2 separate regions of the Oryctolagus cuniculus genome follow, and region 2 is linked to region 1. The links are chromatin contacts, called in public Micro-C maps. All regions are on one chromosome and are shown on one strand. Each heading gives the region's core, a stretch centred on a gene start, on an enhancer-like site or on the middle of the called end of the contact. The rest is flanking DNA. Distances are from core to core; before and after follow the strand shown.

The links. A called contact is a pair of places that touch in the nucleus more often than the background predicts.
Region 2: a Micro-C map of ear pinna shows a contact between it and region 1, with 2.7 times the contacts expected there. The contact joins the promoter of LOC138850166 here to the promoter of TAF7 in region 1. A contact is called at or near these places in 2 of 6 Hi-C or Micro-C datasets (ear pinna and an unstated tissue).

Annotation. Positions count from the first base shown.
Region 1 is chr6:28,858,950-28,864,040 of mOryCun1.1, forward strand. TAF7 (TATA-box binding protein associated factor 7) reads right to left here and starts at 2,544. Exons shown (of 1, transcript XM_002710263.5): 1 at 1,022-2,544. The coding sequence starts at 2,544. The coding sequence ends at 1,495.
Region 2 is chr6:29,068,173-29,073,263 of mOryCun1.1, forward strand. LOC138850166 (protein diaphanous homolog 1-like) reads right to left here and starts at 2,677. Exons shown (of 4, transcript XM_070076244.1): 1 at 2,414-2,677; 2 at 2,184-2,319; 3 at 174-260. The coding sequence starts at 2,533. It overlaps LOC100354169 (protein diaphanous homolog 1), which reads right to left. Exons shown (of 20, transcript XM_070076227.1): 18 at 4,738-4,977; 19 at 4,518-4,647; 20 at 2,906-3,207. The coding sequence ends at 3,059.

The DNA of each region.
Region 1 (5,091 bases), core at 1,294-3,793:
AAACCATTTTTTAGGCAAGTAAAGCTGTCAAAAGTGAATTGCATATAACACTGCATTTCATAAATTTTATCACTGATTTTCAAGAACAGATCAAGTGTAAAGCATTAAATTATCTTTAAGGGCATGGGAAGTTTAAGAGAGTATGAAAACTGTTAAAAGAAATTTTGTAATGCCAGACTATGGTACTGACTTCCTTAAGGATTTCAGTGAAATGAAGTGGCTAAATCACTTATCAGGATATTAAATAACTGTGGAATTAAAATAAAAATAATTGGAAACATAATCTAATCCAAACCAGTGCTGTGGTTCATTGGACTTCACTTGATAGCCATTGTTTTTATTCCCAATATTTTCTGCAGGTAAAAACAGTGCTTTTAAAAAAGGGTAAAGCAGCCGGCGCCGTGGCTCAATAGGCTAATCCTCCACCTTGCGGCGCCGGCACACCGGGTTCTAGTCCCGGTTGGGGCGCCGGATTCTGTCCCGGTTGCCCCTCTTCCAGGCCAGCTCTCTGCTATGGCCAGGGAGTGCAGTGGAGGATGGCCCAGGTGCTTGGGCCCTGCACCCCATGGGAGACCAGGAAAAGCACCTGGCTCCTGGCTCCTGCCAGGATCAGCGCGGTGCGCCGGCTGCAGCGGCGGCCATTGGAGGGTGAACCAACGGCAAAGGAAGACCTTTCTCTCTCTCTCTCTCTCTCTCACTGTCCACTCTGCCTGTCAAAAAAAAAAAAAAAAAAAAAAGGGTAAAGCAGGCCTTCATCTACAAATACTAGAGTAGTTTAGAATGGCTCTGTATCTCATGTTTTCCAGCCTCCTGATGGAGCAGGTGGATTAGAACCTTAATAGAATGCAAAGATGACATTTCCCAATTTCTGCTATGTTCCTTTTTTTTTTTTTTTTTAACCCACAACTGCTTCTTTACCTGCAAAGCAGGACCAAACTGACCAATCATTAAACTCTACCGAGAAACCACCTCAAAAGATTATCTGACTCCTATTACCAATGAAAAAATCAAGACACATAAGTTGAAAATTAGTCGCTTTTATTTATGTTAGAAACCTTATGAAATTATTTGCATCTCTACATGTGTGAAACTGCTTTGATTTAACTGAGAAAATAGTTAGGGAAACATATGCAAACCAACTTCATTGCCTCTACACTAGGTTCTTACCTATCTCAGAAGGCACCACATGGCAGCAATAGCAGCTTCCGGGAAATGGGGAAACAGCAGCAAAGTCCTGCAATGCAGCTGTGAATATTAGGGTTCAGCTGTTCATTCCACTAACCCTACAACTTCCTAACAATTACATTACTGCCTAGTCAATCCTAATTCTATAGAATGAACACCTAGCAAAGTGCTTCTTGAAAACAAGATAATTTAAAAAGAACTTCTAGCATTAGAAGGAACGGGAACTACTGCAAAATCTTAAAATCCAGAAAAAGTGATGAAGATTTTCTTAGTGTGGAACCATCAGGTTCAAAATGATCAAAATTCTTCTTACTTCTCTAGGAGTGACTCCAGCTCTTCCTGCAAAGAGCTGAGCTGCTCCTTTTCTCGGTCTTCCTTTTGTTTTAACTCATCCAGCACAGCCTGAAATCTGTTCTTGAGAGCCAGGTTTTCCACCTTCATGATGAGATCCTCCTGTCGCTTGGCCCTGTCCTGGGTCTCCTGGAGCTTGCCTTTCATGTTGTCAATCTGCTTCTGAATGCCCATAACCAGCTGGTTGGTCCCTTCGTTTTCTTGGTGCTGTTCATCTGACTCATTCAGCTTGTCCTGCAGCTGTCTCTCCAGGTCTTCCTCAGTGTCGATGATGTTTATATCTTCTTCGTCCTGGTGCTGGGTGTCATCTTCATCCTCGCTGCTGCTGCTGAGGTCATTGAATATCTCCCGAAGCTCATCGTGCTCCAGGGAGTCCTGGCCCTGCCTGTGGCCAGACATTCCTGGGGAAGAGATGTCAAGGCCTTGATTCTCCGTCTCTTTTGTTTCATCTTCAGCAATTATCTCCCAGCGAGTACTGACAGCTTCCGCATCTGTACTCAGCAACCGCTTCACTTCTTTCTCCACGTCTGGAGACTCAATATACTTTTTCTTTGCTGTCTTCCGGAATCTTCTCTTTCTGACATTCTTTAGAGGCAGAGTAATTCCATGGTTCCAGACGAACTTTTTCTCTTTGTCCTTATCCTTTTTCTTGCTTGCTTTGGGGTCAGCAGCAGCAACTGGCTCCTCCACAGGGGGATAAAGATCACCATCAACTGTGGACACGAGCATCTGACAGATATCAGCAGTCTTGTAAAAGGTTTTTTTATCGATGGTTTTCAAGCTTTCCATAACACACGGCAGATCCACCAGTTTTGAGGCCAGAGGGACCCGGTCCACTCTGACAATTCCATGACGCCCATCGGGGTGTAACTCGATGGTCAGTCTGTCTTTCAGGTTGACATGCCCCGACTGCACTGCCCTCCTCACAGTAGCAGCATATTCTGGAGGCAGGCGCAAGATAAACTGGCTCTCCAGCTCATGAGGGGCATCATCTTTGCTCTTACTCATCTTCACTTCTTTCTGACTCCCTTCTCCTAATAAACACTTGCTGCACTGAAAAGTTTCAGCTACTGCAACAATTTAAAAGACCAGTTCCTTATGAATTAAAATCTAACAACAGAAGGTTCTATGCAGAACAGTAGCTAAGCATCTGTTTTGTCTTAATTTTTAATCAAGCCACAAATCTTTTCTCTAAATATGCTGCACTCCACACCCGCTGTTTGTTACCGACACACTGGCTTATTCAGAGAATTAAGTCCATTTAAAGCCTGGAGCTGCAATGCCGAGTTCCAGCCTCTAGGTGCCGCCTCCAGACAATGCAGACAGAGCAAGCGGGCGAGCGAGCGAGCAGGAAAGCAAATGGCGGCTCCTGCAGAATGAAGACGGCACAAAATTAGGACAAGCAGTCAACACCGACCCAAACCCTCCCGAAACAAGCATAACTGAAAAAGCGGGACGCAGCGAGCTGCCTTTGCCTCGGGTACTTACAATCCAGTGACGGTTATAAATTCAGCTTCGCGCCGGGCGCAGGCGGCGGGGGGAGGAAGCCACTCGCTGCAAAGCGGCGGGGAGCCTCTTCTCTCGCCGACTCCTTTGTTCTTCCTGCTGCTCAGCTGAGTGATCCGCTACTGATTACCAATGCTTCGGTCCCGGCGGGAAGCGCGAAATTTCGCCGAGACGCGCTGCGCAGAGCCACACACCGGAGGCTCCGCAGGCGTCTGCCTGCAGCCGCTTGCAGAGCTGGCTTTAAAGCCGCGCTGCGTCACGGCGCGGGGCGGGAAGCGGCCGTGAGTGACAGCACGGCCGGGCGGAAAGACGGCCCGCCCCGAGCGCGCGCAGACGCAGTCGCGGCGCTGCGATTCCGGCCGGGACTCGTTCTCTGGATCCAGGGGAATTGTTTTAGGGCGTGAAAATGAAGTTTCCTGCCGACCTAGTTTGAAAATAAGAGATAACGATTGCAGGAAGGTCACAGAGCCTCCCCCTGCTGAGACAGCATTTGTACCGGACCGGCAAGCGCCGAGATAGCGTCTAGACTTCGGGGGTCAGGGCATGTTTGCAGAAAGCGTTTTGCTTCGGGAAACGTCTCGCGTGTTCCCCAGGAGTTACCCATTCTGGTGTCGGTGCAGGAATTTGTAACTAACCACAAAGTGGATTTAAAAGTTCCCAAATCAATGGCGTAAGGAGAGCATGCTGTCCACTGTGTGGTTCTGTGTGTATTTTAATTATGAAAGTGCCCGGAGGGGGACCGTGCTTCTGGGTTTATTTCTGCTTGGGAGCTCTCCAGGGGGCCAGGGGTGATTTCTCATTGGCGTAGTTGGCATAGATAGAAATGTAAGCAGGTTTCTCTGTAGCTCGGCCTCTCAAATAAATCTTTAAACAGAATAGACAGGTCCTTAGGACCTGTGGACAGATGCTGTGGCTAAAGTAGAATGTGTAAATGAGGAATTTTTACTGCCTGGAACGTACCAGTAATTTTTAAATTACTTTGGAATTTTTTTCCACTCCATCTACTGTTTTGCTGTATTCTGCTTATCTCGTATGTGGATTCTCAGGGATTCTTCACCGCATATTCGTGGTTCTTTGGCACAGCTGTAACAGCTTCCACTTATTTTTGTTCTTTTCCATTTATTTTTTAGTAGGATCCGTTTGGTAGAGCATCAAGGTCATTTAACCTACGCCCTCTAAAATATTAACAACAAATTAAATTTAAGAGAACTCCCAGAAAGTGATTAACATTTCTAGAATTTGCATTATTTCTTTGTGTACTTGTTGATTGTCCTCCTTACACCAGATTATATCCCAGGGCCTAGTACCAGAATATTGGAGACACACAAAAATAATTCGATAATTGAATGAAACAGTTGACTCATCTAGAAATAACATAGTCTTAAAAATATAGTAATTTGCTGGAGAAAATAAATTCTATGTCACTTAAAGCGAGTTTGAGTCACTTTATAGTACATTCATTCCCTTTCTAGTCAAGGATGGCAGCAGTTGTTACAGTGTTTTTACCAATAGAGGGTGTGAGTGTGGTGCAAACGAACTGTGAAACCGTGAGGAAATGAAAGTGAGCTGGCACAGGTTTGCTTTTTTGGTTCATTTTAAAGAGAAAGTATGTCCTTCCGTGTAACCACATTATTTCTGTCCCATAATATGCTGAAGAATGTTGGCTGATTCATCAGTAATTTCCAGGATAATCTATTTCCTGTTTTTTGAAGATGATATTTTTAGTCGGCCTTTGATTTTACCTGCTTTTACTTATTTTATAAATTTAAGCATTTATTCTCTGCATAGTGCTCTATTTAGCCATATAAGACCATGCTCATATATGAAAATAATCCAAATATTACTTTGTATTTTAATTCTCCATGTGTTTCATGATGCTCAAATATACTTGTATAGAAGGTAATTTGACATGAATTGTATGCAATTCTGATTTGCCAGAAGACTGTTTTAATTAGCAGACCTCTAAATGGAAGATTATCAGAGATAACTGAAAGGATTGATACCAGTTTTCCCAAAGTACTACCTACTACAATCTTGAAACATATTGTT
Region 2 (5,091 bases), core at 1,427-3,926, 210 kb after region 1:
ATGGGAAACACGCAGGAAGGACTTGGGGTCAGTCCCTCCTCAAACCCATGGTCAGTACTAACTAGGAGGAAGAGGCCTGGGAAATTCACTGGACACGCAGGCGCCTCAGGAGAAGCTAGCCCCAGACGAAAATCTGCCTGAGCACCGGGGCTGGGCTCCGCATGCGTACTCACCCTGCCGGGGTCCTCTCTTCCGGCGGAACGCTGCCCCGGACTGCAGGGCTTCCAGAAGGCTGTCCATGACACCCGTCTCATCGCCCTCTGTGGTGAAGAAAGATGGAGATAGAAAGGCGTCAGCCAGATGCAGGGCAAGTATTCAGCACTGCTGTTGCTCAGCCCCCCTCACCCAAGGTGGCAGGCAGCTCAGGACAGACCCGGGGGCTCACAGGCCTGTGTTTCCTGGGTCTGTTTAAAAATGGTCTAAGCATAAGATGGCACTACACTGGATTTACCACCCAGGCTTCCCTGGGAGCTGTGATCCTGCAGTGCCACCGTCCCGATTTCATTGTTTTCAAAGATTTATTTGAAAGGCAGAGACAAGAGAAGGTGAAGATACAGGATGACATCTTGCATCTGCTTCCTGGTTCACTCCTCAAATGGCCACAACAGTCTCCTCAGGATCTCCTGTCTGGGACAGGGACCAAGCACCTGGGCCACCTTCGAATGCTTTCCCAGGGGCATCAGCAGGGAGCTGGATGGATGGGAAGTGGAGCAGCTGGGACTTGAACCAGGATGCTGGTGCTGCAGGCTGTGGCTTAACCCACTGCACCACAGCGCTGGCCCCTACCCTCCTGATTGTAATCAGGAATAACTACAGGACAGGTAAAGAAGCTGCCATTTTGGAATTGACAGGCAACTGTATTGCTCCCTCTGTGTTCTAGTGTCTCACGGAGCACCAGATTTAGGTTTGCAGAACAGGGCTGAGGAAGAGACCACTGATGACAGTGCATTTCACCCAAGTATTGCCTCCTCTGACTGCAGCTTCCCAAAGCCAGCTCTACATCTAACGGAGCGGCCTGGCTGGAAGACAAAGAGTTAATGCAGAATCCTTGTTCCAGCCTGGCTCAGTTTCCATGGCAACAGCTCAGGATGGTGAAATCTGAAACTGTGAAATCCCAAAGAGCTGGTTGGCTGCCAGCTCCAAGGCCGGGGCTCACTGTTCCCAGCGCCACCTGCTGGCTGAACATAAACAGTGCAGCTGACCTATATTCCAACCTCATTTGTTTAACCCGGGTACTGGGAGCAGGGCAAGGTCCACTACGCCACCTGTTGACAAGTGCAGCCTTCATCTTTTAGGGCAACTAGACTCCACCTTCCTCTCTGTCCCCCTCTGCATCCTAGCAGATACCTGGACTACAGGTACCTGCAACAAATCCTAGCGGCCCAGAGAGAATTGGGGCAGAGGGTGAAACCAAGGGCAGGTGCAGGATACTTGGTGTGGGCTTTACCAGCTGACAGGAGTGGAGTTCAGGGCTGAACAACTGAGGTGAGGCCAAGGGAACTGCTTTCCAGAACAGCACCCAGTCCCTGGGAGCCAGAGGTACGGAGCAGCCCTTGCTCAGCAAAGTGCCCTGACTGTTCACAGCCCTGAGAACCCCTGGCCGTGCAGAGGGCTCGCAGACCTGCAGTTCAGAGAAGGGGGCAGCAGCTCTGCGCCCCGAGTGGCACACACTGAATGCACTGTATTTCCGCTGCCCAGGGAGCGAGGGTGGGGGCAGGGAATCAACAGCAGGAGAGCAAAGCAGCAGAGACAGGAAACAGGGCCTGTAATTGAGACCATATGTTCCACCAGAGACAGGCTGCTGCTAAAAAACAAGGAGGGTGGCCAGCCTTCTGCCCCCTCTCGGAAGGTCAATCCATTTACAGAACCAGCGGGGTACTTAACTGTGCTAAGATCTTGGGCACCCAGAACTTGGTGAAATAAGCAGAGTGAGGACAAGCCACTTCCAAAAGACAAGAGGAGAATCAGGTCAGGATGACATTTTGGGGAAAGAGGCCAGAGGAACCTCTGGCAGAGCAGAGGGGAAGAGCATGTTAACAGCAAAACTAAAACCACAGTGGCACTCAGACAGAGTGAAAGAACTGGAACGTGTATGCAGCTGGCCTGGGGGTGAAGTCCAGCCTCAGGATCGTGGGGTTGAGCGCAGCCGCGAGCCGCTCCCGCCTCAGTGCGGCAGCCCTCACCTGCATTCATGTCTATGAGTTGCTCTCTCTTCTGCTGCTTCTCCAGCCGCTCCTTCTCTGCCTTCTCCTTGGCGAGTTTAGCTCGCCGCATCTTCTCTTCTGTCTCCCGCCGCTTCTGGTTCTCCTTCACTGCTTGCTGTGGGGTGGTATGGGGACAATGTGGGCACCCGCACACCCACCACCAGGCAGAAAGTCCCCTCAAGACTGATGCAGCGGCATCCCTTGCTCACCAGAAACATATTCCTGAAGTTGTGCAGGTCCATGAAGAACTCCTCCACAGACAGCTTCTTGGGGTCGAAGAGGAAGTAGTCGCCTAGCTCCTTAAAGAGGGTCTCCATGTTAGAATGCATCAGCCGCAGCTTGTTATACTGCTCTTGGGCCTCCTTCACGAAGCTGTGCGGCCAAGGAGTAAAGGGCCAAGACCACGAAGTCGGGCTACTTCTCTAGCCCAGAGAGTGACTCAACACGGATGCTGGCATGCACAGGACTCTTTCTAACAGCAGCAAACAGAAGCCATCTACATATCTAAATCTAGGAACAGGAAACAAACTATGGTACACCCAGAACACAGGAGGTGGCAATCCAGGAAGAGACTGTTCCGCATACAGTACTGTGGGTACAGGATACAAGACACAGTATGTACAAAGAGTACACAGCGCAGTTTAAAAGGGCAGTGGTTACCTCTGGGAGAGGGAGTGGATATGGGGTGCACAGAAGGGGAAGCAGCAAGGAATTCTAGTTTATCTGGGTGGTTGCTACTGCCACAATAAAAATGCTGAACTATGTATTCACTGAAAAACAAATTTAAGAGAAAATTACACATTTCCATGGCTAGCCCACTGTCCTCCATGGGACGTTTCTCTTCCCAGGAGCAACTACCCCCGTTCAAGAAAGGATATAGTCATTTTCTCAACGAACTTGTCCTTCTCATCTGTAGCAGCCGGAAAGTTCTGCACATCGCGCTCCACGTCCGCAATCTGTTTCTTCATCTGGTCAAGGTTCTTTTGCAAGTTCTCAGCAGAAACTGCAGGACACACGAGCTTTACTCAGTCCTTCCTGTCCCCGCTCCCCTCTCCCCTCAGTGCACAGCTGCGATCTGAACACACTCTCTGGCCCTGAACTGTTTTCATTCTCCTAGGTATTCTCCTCTAGTTGCTTCTCACATTTGAGACTGAAAATAGTTTGCTAATTGAGACTGCAGCCTTCACAAGGCAGCCATTACTATGAACAGAAGAGGCATCGTTTAATTTAAGGAGAGTTTTCAACCCCCCCAGAGATCTCAGTTACATTATTTTAGAGAGCAGGTTGTGAGAGGAGGGAGACACACATAGAAGAAGAGAGGGCAGAAACCTGCCCTCTTTCTCCTGAATGCTGCATTTTATTGGCCTACTTCTGCGACAGTGAGCCTGACTGGTTAATCCAGTCGGTTTTCTTTTTTTAATTTTTTTTTTTTTTTGACAGGCAGAGTGGACAGTGAGAGAGAGAGAGACGGAGAGAAAGGTCTTCCTTTTCCGTTGGTTCACCCCTCAATGGCTGCTGCAGCCAGCGCACTGCGCTGATCCGAAGCCAGGAGCTTCTCCTGGTCTCCCATGCAAGTGCAGGGCCCAAGGATTTGGGCCATCCTCCACTGCACTCCCAGGCCACAGTAGAGAGCTGGCCTGGAAGAGGAGCAACCGGGACTAGAACACGGCACGCATACGGGATGCCGGCACTGAAGGCAGAGGATTAGCCAAGTGAGCCGTGGCGCCAGCCCCAATCCAGTCAGTTTTCTGCAGCTTTTCTTCCAAGGGCAAGAGTGCTTCTGTTTCTACACAGGGAGACCTCTCTGCAGCCTTACACTCCCCTGTGGGGCTCAGATGCCACGCTTATGCCCACACCCATCTCCACTTACAGACTAATTCCATGCCCTTCCTTGGGCTCAGAACTGTTTTTTTTTTTTTTTTTTTTTTTTTTTAAATTTTATTTTATTTTTTTGACAGGCAGAGTGGACAGTGAGAGAGAGAGACAGAGAGAAAGGTCTTCCTTTTGCCGTTGGTTCACCCTCCAATAGCCGCTGTGGCCGGCGCTCCGCGCTGATCCGAAGCCAGGAGCCAGGTGCTTCTCCTGGTCTCCCATGGGGTGCAGGGCCCAAGCACTTGGGCCATCCTCCACTGCACTCCCGGGCCACAGCAGAGAGCTGGCCTGGAAGAGGGGCAACCGGGACAGAATCCTGTGCCCCGACCGGGACTAGAACCCGGTGTGCCGGCGCCACAAGGCGGAGGATTAGCCTAGTGAGCTGCGGTGCCGGCCAGAACCGCTTTTTTTAGTTGAACCCCAACCTGCCGCATGCCGCACCTCGACTGGCTTTCTCCACATGGGCAAGCTCGTCTGGAAACTTGAGAACATCGGGATAGTCATTCTCGCACAACTCGGCCAGGAAGTGCAGCAGTGTCATCTTCTGATCCGTAGACTTGGTGTCCCGAAGCTTAGGGTAAGAAGAGGAGAAAACTTAGTCCCAAGCTCCTACAGGCCTGCAGCCTTCCCCCGCCCGGCCTGCTCTGACCCCTGGGCTCACCTTACACAGGAAGCTGATATTGAAGCCGAAAGCACCGGCATTCCTCGAGCCAGCATTCATGTAGTTTCCAACCAGCAGGGTTATCTCCAGCAGGCTGGAGAAGCTCTCACTCTTGCGCAGCTCCTCGCAGGCAGCAGTGACAGACACGATCTCGGGCTTGATATTCTCTACTTGCTCACTGAATTGTAGTTTGAAGAGGATGGCGTTGAGGCGAGGCCGCAGACGGGGCACAGTGCCCATCTAGTGGGGGAGACAGGCCGAGAGAGGGATCAGAAAAACCAACTTGAGCCTCCTACGGTGGCATCAGAGTTCTAAGAGCAGGGCCAGGAGAGCGAGCGAGGTTCCAGGCAGACA